Linked DNA regions of Hordeum vulgare: all the other regions are linked to region 3. Evidence: chromatin contacts called from public Hi-C data. All regions are on one chromosome and are shown on one strand. The core of a region is the stretch at or near the end of the contact, and the rest is flanking DNA. Distances in the headings are between cores, read along the strand shown. Region 1 has its middle 64 kb from the start of LOC123424742. Region 2 holds the start of LOC123429461. Region 3 has its middle 97 kb from the start of LOC123429467.

What was found. Hi-C and Micro-C count contacts between places; a contact is called where the count stands out from the background.
Region 1: a contact with region 3 is called in a Hi-C map of seedling, with 2.5 times the contacts expected there. The contact joins two enhancer-like sites. A contact is called at or near these places in 2 of 6 Hi-C or Micro-C datasets (leaf and seedling).
Region 2: a contact with region 3 is called in a Hi-C map of seedling, with 3 times the contacts expected there. The contact joins the promoter of LOC123429461 here to the enhancer-like site in region 3. A contact is called at or near these places in 2 of 6 Hi-C or Micro-C datasets (leaf and seedling) and 1 of 1 datasets of contacts at active chromatin or transcription factors (embryo).

The regions. Positions count from the first base shown.
Region 1 is chr2H:43,095,552-43,098,251 of MorexV3_pseudomolecules_assembly, forward strand. No RefSeq gene overlaps it. Among protein-coding and RNA genes, the nearest start is that of LOC123424742, 64 kb to the left of the region's middle. Within about 2 kb of position 1,325, at least 3 of the 3 cell types and tissues checked have open chromatin away from gene starts, as enhancers often do. A contact at or near this core is called in seedling, where this site is marked.
Region 2 is chr2H:42,440,016-42,442,715 of MorexV3_pseudomolecules_assembly, forward strand. LOC123429461 reads right to left here and starts at 1,302. Exons shown (of 5, transcript XM_045113496.1): 1 at 1,175-1,302; 2 at 441-1,074; 3 at 1-239. The coding sequence starts at 512.
Region 3 is chr2H:42,819,551-42,822,279 of MorexV3_pseudomolecules_assembly, forward strand. No RefSeq gene overlaps it. Among protein-coding and RNA genes, the nearest start is that of LOC123429467, 97 kb to the left of the region's middle. Within about 2 kb of position 1,296, at least 2 of the 3 cell types and tissues checked have open chromatin away from gene starts, as enhancers often do. A contact at or near this core is called in seedling, where this site is marked.

The DNA of each region.
Region 1 (2,700 bases), core at 75-2,574, 280 kb after region 3:
TAAAATGTGGGGGAATTTGAACGAATGTTCGTGTTTGCAAATTTGTTTGGGACTTTTATAAAATGTTTTTTCAAAACCTGATTGCAATTTTCAAAAGAGTATTCGTGTTTCTAATTTTGTTTGGAAGTTCAAAAAAATGTTCACGTTTACAAAAAATTGGGAGTTTCTGAATTACAGGAAGAAAACTTATGATTTCGTAAGATTTCGAATTTTTCTAAACTTTGTACCTAAAAGAGCACAAATTTTCATACATGGGGAAACTTTTTGAAATTACAAATAATTGTTTCAAAATGTGAAATTTTGTGAAATTCGTAACAAATATTTGAAGGACAAACATATTTCTTAAATTGTGAACAAATTTTTTTTTAAATATATATTTTTAAAAAATCTGTGTGTACTCTTTGAAACACAAACATTTTTATGAAAATCGTGAACACATTTTGAGAATGAACAAAAACATTCATTGAACATCATGAACAATTTTCTAAAAGGAAAAAAGAAAACTAGAAACGATATATATTTTTGTGAAATCACGATTTTTAATTGAAAACAAGAACATTTTCCCAAAACTCGGGCATTTTTGAATAATTATGCCGTTCTTTAAATACGAGAACAATTTTGAAAATATAACACATTTTGTAAGCAAGAACATTTTTTGCAATTCCAGGTTATTTTTTGAAGCGCAAACATTTAAATAAAAATTGTAAACCAAATTTCGAACATGAGAGCATTTTTTGAAATTCAGAACAAATTTCACAAAACCTCAAAAAAGAGAAATAGGAAAGGAAAAAAATGACAACAAAAACAAGAATACTTTATAAAAATCCGAACATTTTTTGAAGTTATGAACAATTATTTAAAAATGGATTTTTTTAATTAAAATTTTTATAAAGCAAGAATATTTTTCTAATTTTATTTTTCAAACATGAATTTTGTTTTGAAAAAATACAAAAGTTCCCGAACAAATATCAAACTGTGAAGATTTTTTGGATGTTGTAATATTTATATAAAACGAATGTTCAAAAAACGAATGTAAAAGGAAAAAAATAAAATAAAAAGGAAAGAAGAAGGAAGAAAAAAGAGATCATAAAAAGAGAGAAAAACAAGAAAAGGAACAGGAAAAAACAAAAAAGAGATAGAAATTGAAACATAAAAAGGAAAAAAACGGTACAGAAACCTTCTAGAAGGTTAGCAAAACCAAAATAACCGGCTGGGAATCTATAGAAGGTTTGCAAAACCGGAAAACCCCAGGATAGGAGAAACGATTACCGTGTCGGCCTAGATCGCGGCACTACCTCATGAAGCCTATGCAAAACCTACGGGAGTTCCTAGTCGGTGCTTTAAGGGCCGGCTAGGAGAACCAGCGCCCACACGCCCTGCACAATGGGCCGGCCCAGTACGGGGCAGGATTTTCAATAGAAAAACACAAAAAATACGTGAACACAAAAATTTCATGAAAGCAAAAAATTATTCACAAATTTTGAAAAGTTCACGAATTCGAAAAAAAATCACTGTGATCCAGAAAAAAGTTTACAAATCTGAAGAAAGTTCATGAATTTTCAAAATTAGTTCATGAATTTGAAAAACAGTTTATGCAACTTTGTTGAACTGAACAAAAAGTTCACAAATCTTTAAAAAGCTCATCATTTTTGAAAAATGCATCCATTTCAAATAAAAGTTCGTCAAATTTAAAAACAAATCATCAAAATTTGAATAAATTCCATTGATATTCAAAAGAAGTTCATAGAATTTTAATAAAAATTTGGAAATTTTTTAAAAGGGTTCATTCATTTGGAAAATAATTGTTGGTTTGAAAAAAGTTAAGAAGAAAAGGCTCCACTTTTCAAAACATGAAAAGTTATATAAAAATAAAATGGAAATGAAAAAACATAAGAAAAATATTAAAGAAAAGAAACAAAAAAAGAAAAAGAGAAAAACGGAAGAAAACCCAGTCCTGCAAAACCATTATGAAATAAAACCGTATAGAAAGTTTCTAGAAACTACACAAAACCAGAAAAACCTTCCTTCCGCTGGCCGGCCCATGACCGAACACTGCAGGCGTCGGTTAAGAAATAATCACTTTAACCGCCGCTGCAACTGGACGTTCCCTAGTAGAGGAACCGCCCAGTGACACCAGATGGGCAGTAAAGGGCTGGAGGGGCGTCCTTTTCATCCGAGACAATTATTCCAATCTGACAACATTTTTTAAAATTTATGATATTTTACAAATTCGAAAACAAATAGTGAATATTTTTGAAAATTCCTCATCATTTTAACAATATTTGAATATTACTGTAAAATCATGATTTTTAGAAGTCATAAACACTATTTGCAAAAACACAAACATTTTCTAAATTTTGTGAACATTTTTCGTTTTGAGAAATCTTTAATGGTCAGCTTTGGATAAGTGGATAACATTTTAAAAGGTCTCATTTTTTTGTTTTTTTAACATAGTACATACGCAAGCGAACACTTCCTAAAGAATAAGGCATCATATTATCTTGAGATTTACAAAATCATCATAGGTGCCTCGTCGTCGACGAAAACGTCTCCTCCCACTGAACATACATCGTCACGACTTAAACTCTAGTGGGCTGGAATACCATTATCATTTAACTATCCAACTACAGGTTGGTTCATAGATTTCATTTTTCTCTTAATATTCACATTTTACTAATAAAATAACTAACCCAAAAAAGA
Region 2 (2,700 bases), core at 52-2,551, 380 kb before region 3:
AAGAAGCTGCTAGTGGCTCTTGCCAGAGACGCCATTGCTTGATCAATGTGTGCAGCCCCTGTGCATGGGGCAATAAAGAAGTCCATGACATGAAGTTTGAGATCAGGAAGTAGCCACGGCAAGTTTCTCCACCGCGTTGACAACACACTAGTCCTTGCTGCCATGGCAAGGTCGACTCTCCCCAGGATAGAGATTAAAATGTCATCACTCAACGCGCTGAGCCTATCTTCCTCACCTTTCTGCAACAAGAATATATATCATCCATGGATACAGTCAGGTCAACATGCTAAGAATAAAAGGCTCTAACTAAGCATAAGTAATCGTTGCATCATCTCTAGCAAGAACAGTGCATTTTTGTGATGTGTAAGATCGTTTGTTTGGAACTTCAGAATATAGGACAGATGAACAGTCGGCAGAACAGCTAGCAAAGAAGAACTTACGTGGCGGTGCGGACTATCAGACTCCATGGATAATAACCTCCGAGTCCAGGGAGCCCTGAACAACGCGCTCATCGTTTATTCCGGGAGCTCTGGTCTCTATTTATTCAGAGAGGATGAGAGAACTACGATGCTCTAAACCGACCAGAATCTAAGTAGAGAATCTTGGACTTGTCTTATTAGATGAAACCGAATAATAACCTCCTCTGAGTCCAGTATGCCTTCCAAAGCGATTGTCTTTTATTTCCGGAGCGCTCGTCTGTATTAATATTCTGACAACGAGGAGGAGGCAAAAGTCGAGAATTCCCGACTTCTCTCTCTCTCTCTCTCTGAGATGAAACCGGATCGTACACACAACAGCCCGACGACCGCGTTGACACAATGATTTAAGCTGGAAGAAGACGGACTATATAATTTATTTACGAGTATGTGCGACCGCGTGGTAAATCCACATCCACACGTTGTTATTGCTGGTGGAGGAGGGGATTGCAGCCTGTAAAAAGGATCATCTCACGGCCTTCAAAATCAACCGCCGTCTTGCCAAATCCCTGTAAAAGGGACGCTCTTCCACCCGCAGAACAACAGCGGATCTTGAAAATCAGCTGCCTTGGATAGAGTTCGGGAGGTTAACGAGCCCCTGAAAATCAAGGCAATCAATCCGGCACATCAGACCCAGCCTACGACGTACGCGAGGAGAGAAAGAGGGCAGCAGCCAAGCGACGAAGCGTGGGCCTCACCTTGTCGGTCTTCGAGGGCGGCGGCGTTCCGTCCGTGCCGGCTTGACGGCGGCTGGGTATAACCCTAGAGCCTAGACTGGCGCACCGCAGAACACGAATAGTGCTATTATCTCGGCCTAGACTCGTGGTGCAACGGGCCTCCTTTCCGACCGATAAGTCACGGGTTGACTACGATCATTTATGGGCCTCTGCATCTGTGGCCCAGCTCAGCCTGGCTGAGTAAAAATAGGTTTTGTGTCCGGTTCAAGTTCGGCACTGAGTTTGGTTGCCCGTCTCTCTTAGGCCTTGTTTGAAACCACTCACATTATATAATTCAGTTTTTATAATTTATTTTGTCTTCAAACAGGACAGATTACGGTATAGATTATAAAAATTAAATGAACAGATTATTAAAAATTTATAATCTATCCTAACCCAGCTAAAATCAGATTATGGATTGCTAATGATCCATTATCCTTGTAAAATTTAAGTTAATTACATTCCTACCACCGCCACCCTCTTCTTTTTTTAAAAACAGAGGGCGAACAAGTCATTATGAAATGTAAAACCTGAATTATAGTTTATATAATCTGGCCTTCAAACATGTCCACTTATATTATTTTTATAAATCAGATTATATAATCTATCTTTATAATCCAGATTATCATAATCTATTGTGGTTCTAAACAGGGCCTTAGTCCGGTTGAGTATAGAAGTATAGAACTAGTAAACATGTCCGTGCATCACAATGAAAGAAATAGCCTTTCAGAGTTCGTAACAATGGAGACGTCAAAGAAGGCATCACGCTGGTAGCCATGACCATTAATAACGTTGACCTCCGTCGTGTAAAAAAGCAGAAGTATGTATTGTGTAAGACAATACGATACTGCCACAATTTTATTTTCCAAGAAAAGATGGAACTTTAGATTTGGTTTCCAACTACGGCTATGAGACAAATGCTACTTCAGAACCGAGAGGAATGGTATAAAGCAGTTGAGGCAAACATTAATTACTTTTATCTATACTAGGAAAAATGTCCGTGCGTTGCAACGGGAGAAACAAACCCTCGCATCCCTTTCATGAAAAAATGATGCTCATGTCAACTAAAGCTTCCAATTACCGCACGTACTAAGGCATAATTTTCCATCTTATTTTGTTCATCTACACATGGGTTTGTTTTTAACTCAGCTCCACTTCATTATATAAATCTTCGTCATCCTTCCTTTATCTATATGATCATCACACCCTTGCTCTACTTATCATATCTTTGAGAGAACACAAATATTGTTTTTCCTCCACTAACATGAAGGACGCAATGAATGTTTTTTTGCAGGGTGCACGCATCTCCGCATCATCTTAATCTTTAGCCAAGAAAATTATACTCAAATGGGGTTTGATGACCTGATGTTTTTATACCAAATCTTTGACGATGTTGTTTCTTCTATTGATTTTTAATAAAAAATGGATAAGAGGAAACAGAGAAAGAATGCATGCATTCGTGGCCTTACCTTAGGAAGGGAGTCAAAATATTCAAGGGACAATGTTGT
Region 3 (2,729 bases), core at 46-2,545:
GTGAGATCGTTATGGTATCGATGATATGCCATCATGACCATCGTCATCAAGCTTTGTCATGTAGTTGCTCACTTAAGGCAAGATGGTCATTGCACGCGGTAGAGAAAAAGATTGTAAGTTTCACTTCTTATTTCTTAACTTGTTGGTTGAATCATTCATCATTCAATGCTATTTACATTGTGTGGCCCATACAAGTTGTCGTGATGTACTAGACGACAGAGGAACGGTCATTTACGTACACAAACTATTGAAAGAATTTTAAGGGATAATATGTGTGAGACGACTTGATTTGTTGAAAAACTTGTTGGACATCAAATTTGAGACAACAATGTGCCAAAACCCGACTTTGATAAATATGAACCGGTTTACATGAATTTAGTCCGTTAAGTCAAAACCCGACTTAAAATGTAATGGGTACAACGTTGAATGGCCTGCTCTAGTTTCATGTCCGCGGACTCGTCCCTCTATCCGTGAACGGATATTGGAGCACATTTGCGGCAAAACATTGGAGATGCGCTTAGTGAATTGGGGTGTGTATAATCCTATACGTGATACAACTTGTATAGGATTAGCGGCGAGTCATGCATGGAATCTTGGCGTCGCCATAGTTCATTTTTGAAAATTGTCGCCGAAATGTTCAAATCTTACAAAACTTGTTCTGTCGTTGCTGCAACCAGCCGAGCACAGAGAAAGGAGGAGTGCTCGTCCACAGCATGGGCACTTTCCCCATCGAGGCGTCGTCGGGTAAAAGATCGCCGGTCGGGAGGAAACCCAGGCTATGGAGCAGACGAGAAGCAAGCGCAAGCGCACACGCAACGGCCACGCCACGAATCCATCCAAGGGTCACTCGAACGTCACGAAGCAGCACGGTCCACGGACGCACACTGGTTTCCATGCGCGTCTCCCGGGGGACGACGGACAGAGCAAAGCCGGCCGGGCCGGGATTCGCGGGGGCGCCCGCGATCTGACGGAATTTACCGCCGCGATCAGGGACCTCTGCCGGGATTCAGAATTCAGAAACGTACTCCACTCCTTTTCCAGCGTCCTGCTGCTCGCCTCGCAAGTACTCTGCTCTGGGGCGCTGACATCAAGATTGGAGGAACCTACTGACGAGAGGACAGAGGTGACGGTGGTTGAGTGTGGGAGGGGAGCGCGTCAACTCTGGCGCGGTGACGCCCGGGCTGACCGCTTGATTGGCAGCCGCGGTCGAGTCTGTCGGGGGCTCTACCTCTGTGCGCGCCATGCCCATGCAACGAGGGCAATGCCACTGCGTGGGATTTTGCGAAAAGGAAAAGAATAATGCTACAGGTACGAGGCACTACGGTCTTTTAGAGCAACTCTAGGCACGACCCCATCCGGTCTGGTCCTGCCTGTTTGGAATAAAATAAACAAACCATACGGTCTCTGGACCCGTCTTATTCATTTTGTGTCCGGTTCGATCTATTTCAAATGCAAACATGCGTCCGTTTTGGGTTCAGGTCCGATCCATTTCAAACGCAAACATGCGTCCGTTTTGGGTCCAGACGCACAGCGAGCGGACGCGTCTCTCGTCTGCATCGGGGTCGCGGCCACCTACCTCCCACCGTCCAAATTAATTGCACACGTTGGTCGGTCCCATCTGTAATCCGCCGAAGCAAGCGATCGTCGTCCTTCTTAAATAGGAAGTCGTGGACCGGTCGTAGTTCATGCTCGCGCTCCAATCCTAGTGCCTCCTTGAAACCCGACACCCAAACCATAGTTCTGCCCTCCCCTTCCTCGAGTTCTCCGGCCGCTGGCAGCCATAGTGTGGTGGAGCACCGGCCGCAAGGGGGCGCAGAACCACGAGGCTGGTTCGTCCTCCGGCCGTTGCCACACCGCCAGCTCAGAGCCCGCACCAGCTCCACGAAGGGCCCCCGCACCGCCTGCATTCGCCATCGCCCTTCCGCCCGCCACGGCGCGCGACCGGTAGTACGTCCACGTGGATGTATGCCCACATTATTGGGAAACAAGGACGTCACTCCCTGGAGCGACGTTCACCTACCAAATAACTCGCATCTGTCCGCGGATCGGGTGTCGATCCCGCCGATCCCGATGAGCGTCCGTACCCGCCGCGGGGGGATCGACCGCCGCCGCCGCTTGCCTGACGACCTATACTACGACCCAGGTACGCCGTCGAATCCCCTTTGTGCGATCATTGTTTCCAGGACGAGCACGACGTGCGCTGCGCGTCATACTTTGCTCGTCGTCCAGCTAGCCCGTGGCGGGCACGTCATCTCCCATGACAGAGGAGGAGGAGGCCCAGCTCATTCAACGTGTTTTGGAAGATTCCAAGAACACGCACGACGAGCGCCAATGGGTGGGGCTGGACACCATGCTGACCCTCTCTGCGGCTGACGACGTGGCTGTACTGGAGGTGAAGATGACGGACGTGAAGGAGGAGGTGCTGGAGGAGTAGCCCGCCGCCTCGTTCCACCCGGGCCTGGTGGGCCAGCGGTGGAGCTGGTCGTGCACGACCACGGACATGGCCGACGCTGTGGGGGTCGGATTTTGGTGCCCCACGCCGCTGCGGTCACTAGAGCGCGAGCCGTCGGCGTGGGGGGAGGTGTTGCAGGTGCGTTCCTCCTACCAAGGACCATCGTCCCACCTTTGGACGTCGCCGTCCTACATCGACCTGACTAGCGACAAGGATGGCAACGGCGGCGCGTGAGACGGTGACGGGCACGACAACAACGCGCGGGCGGTGCTTATCT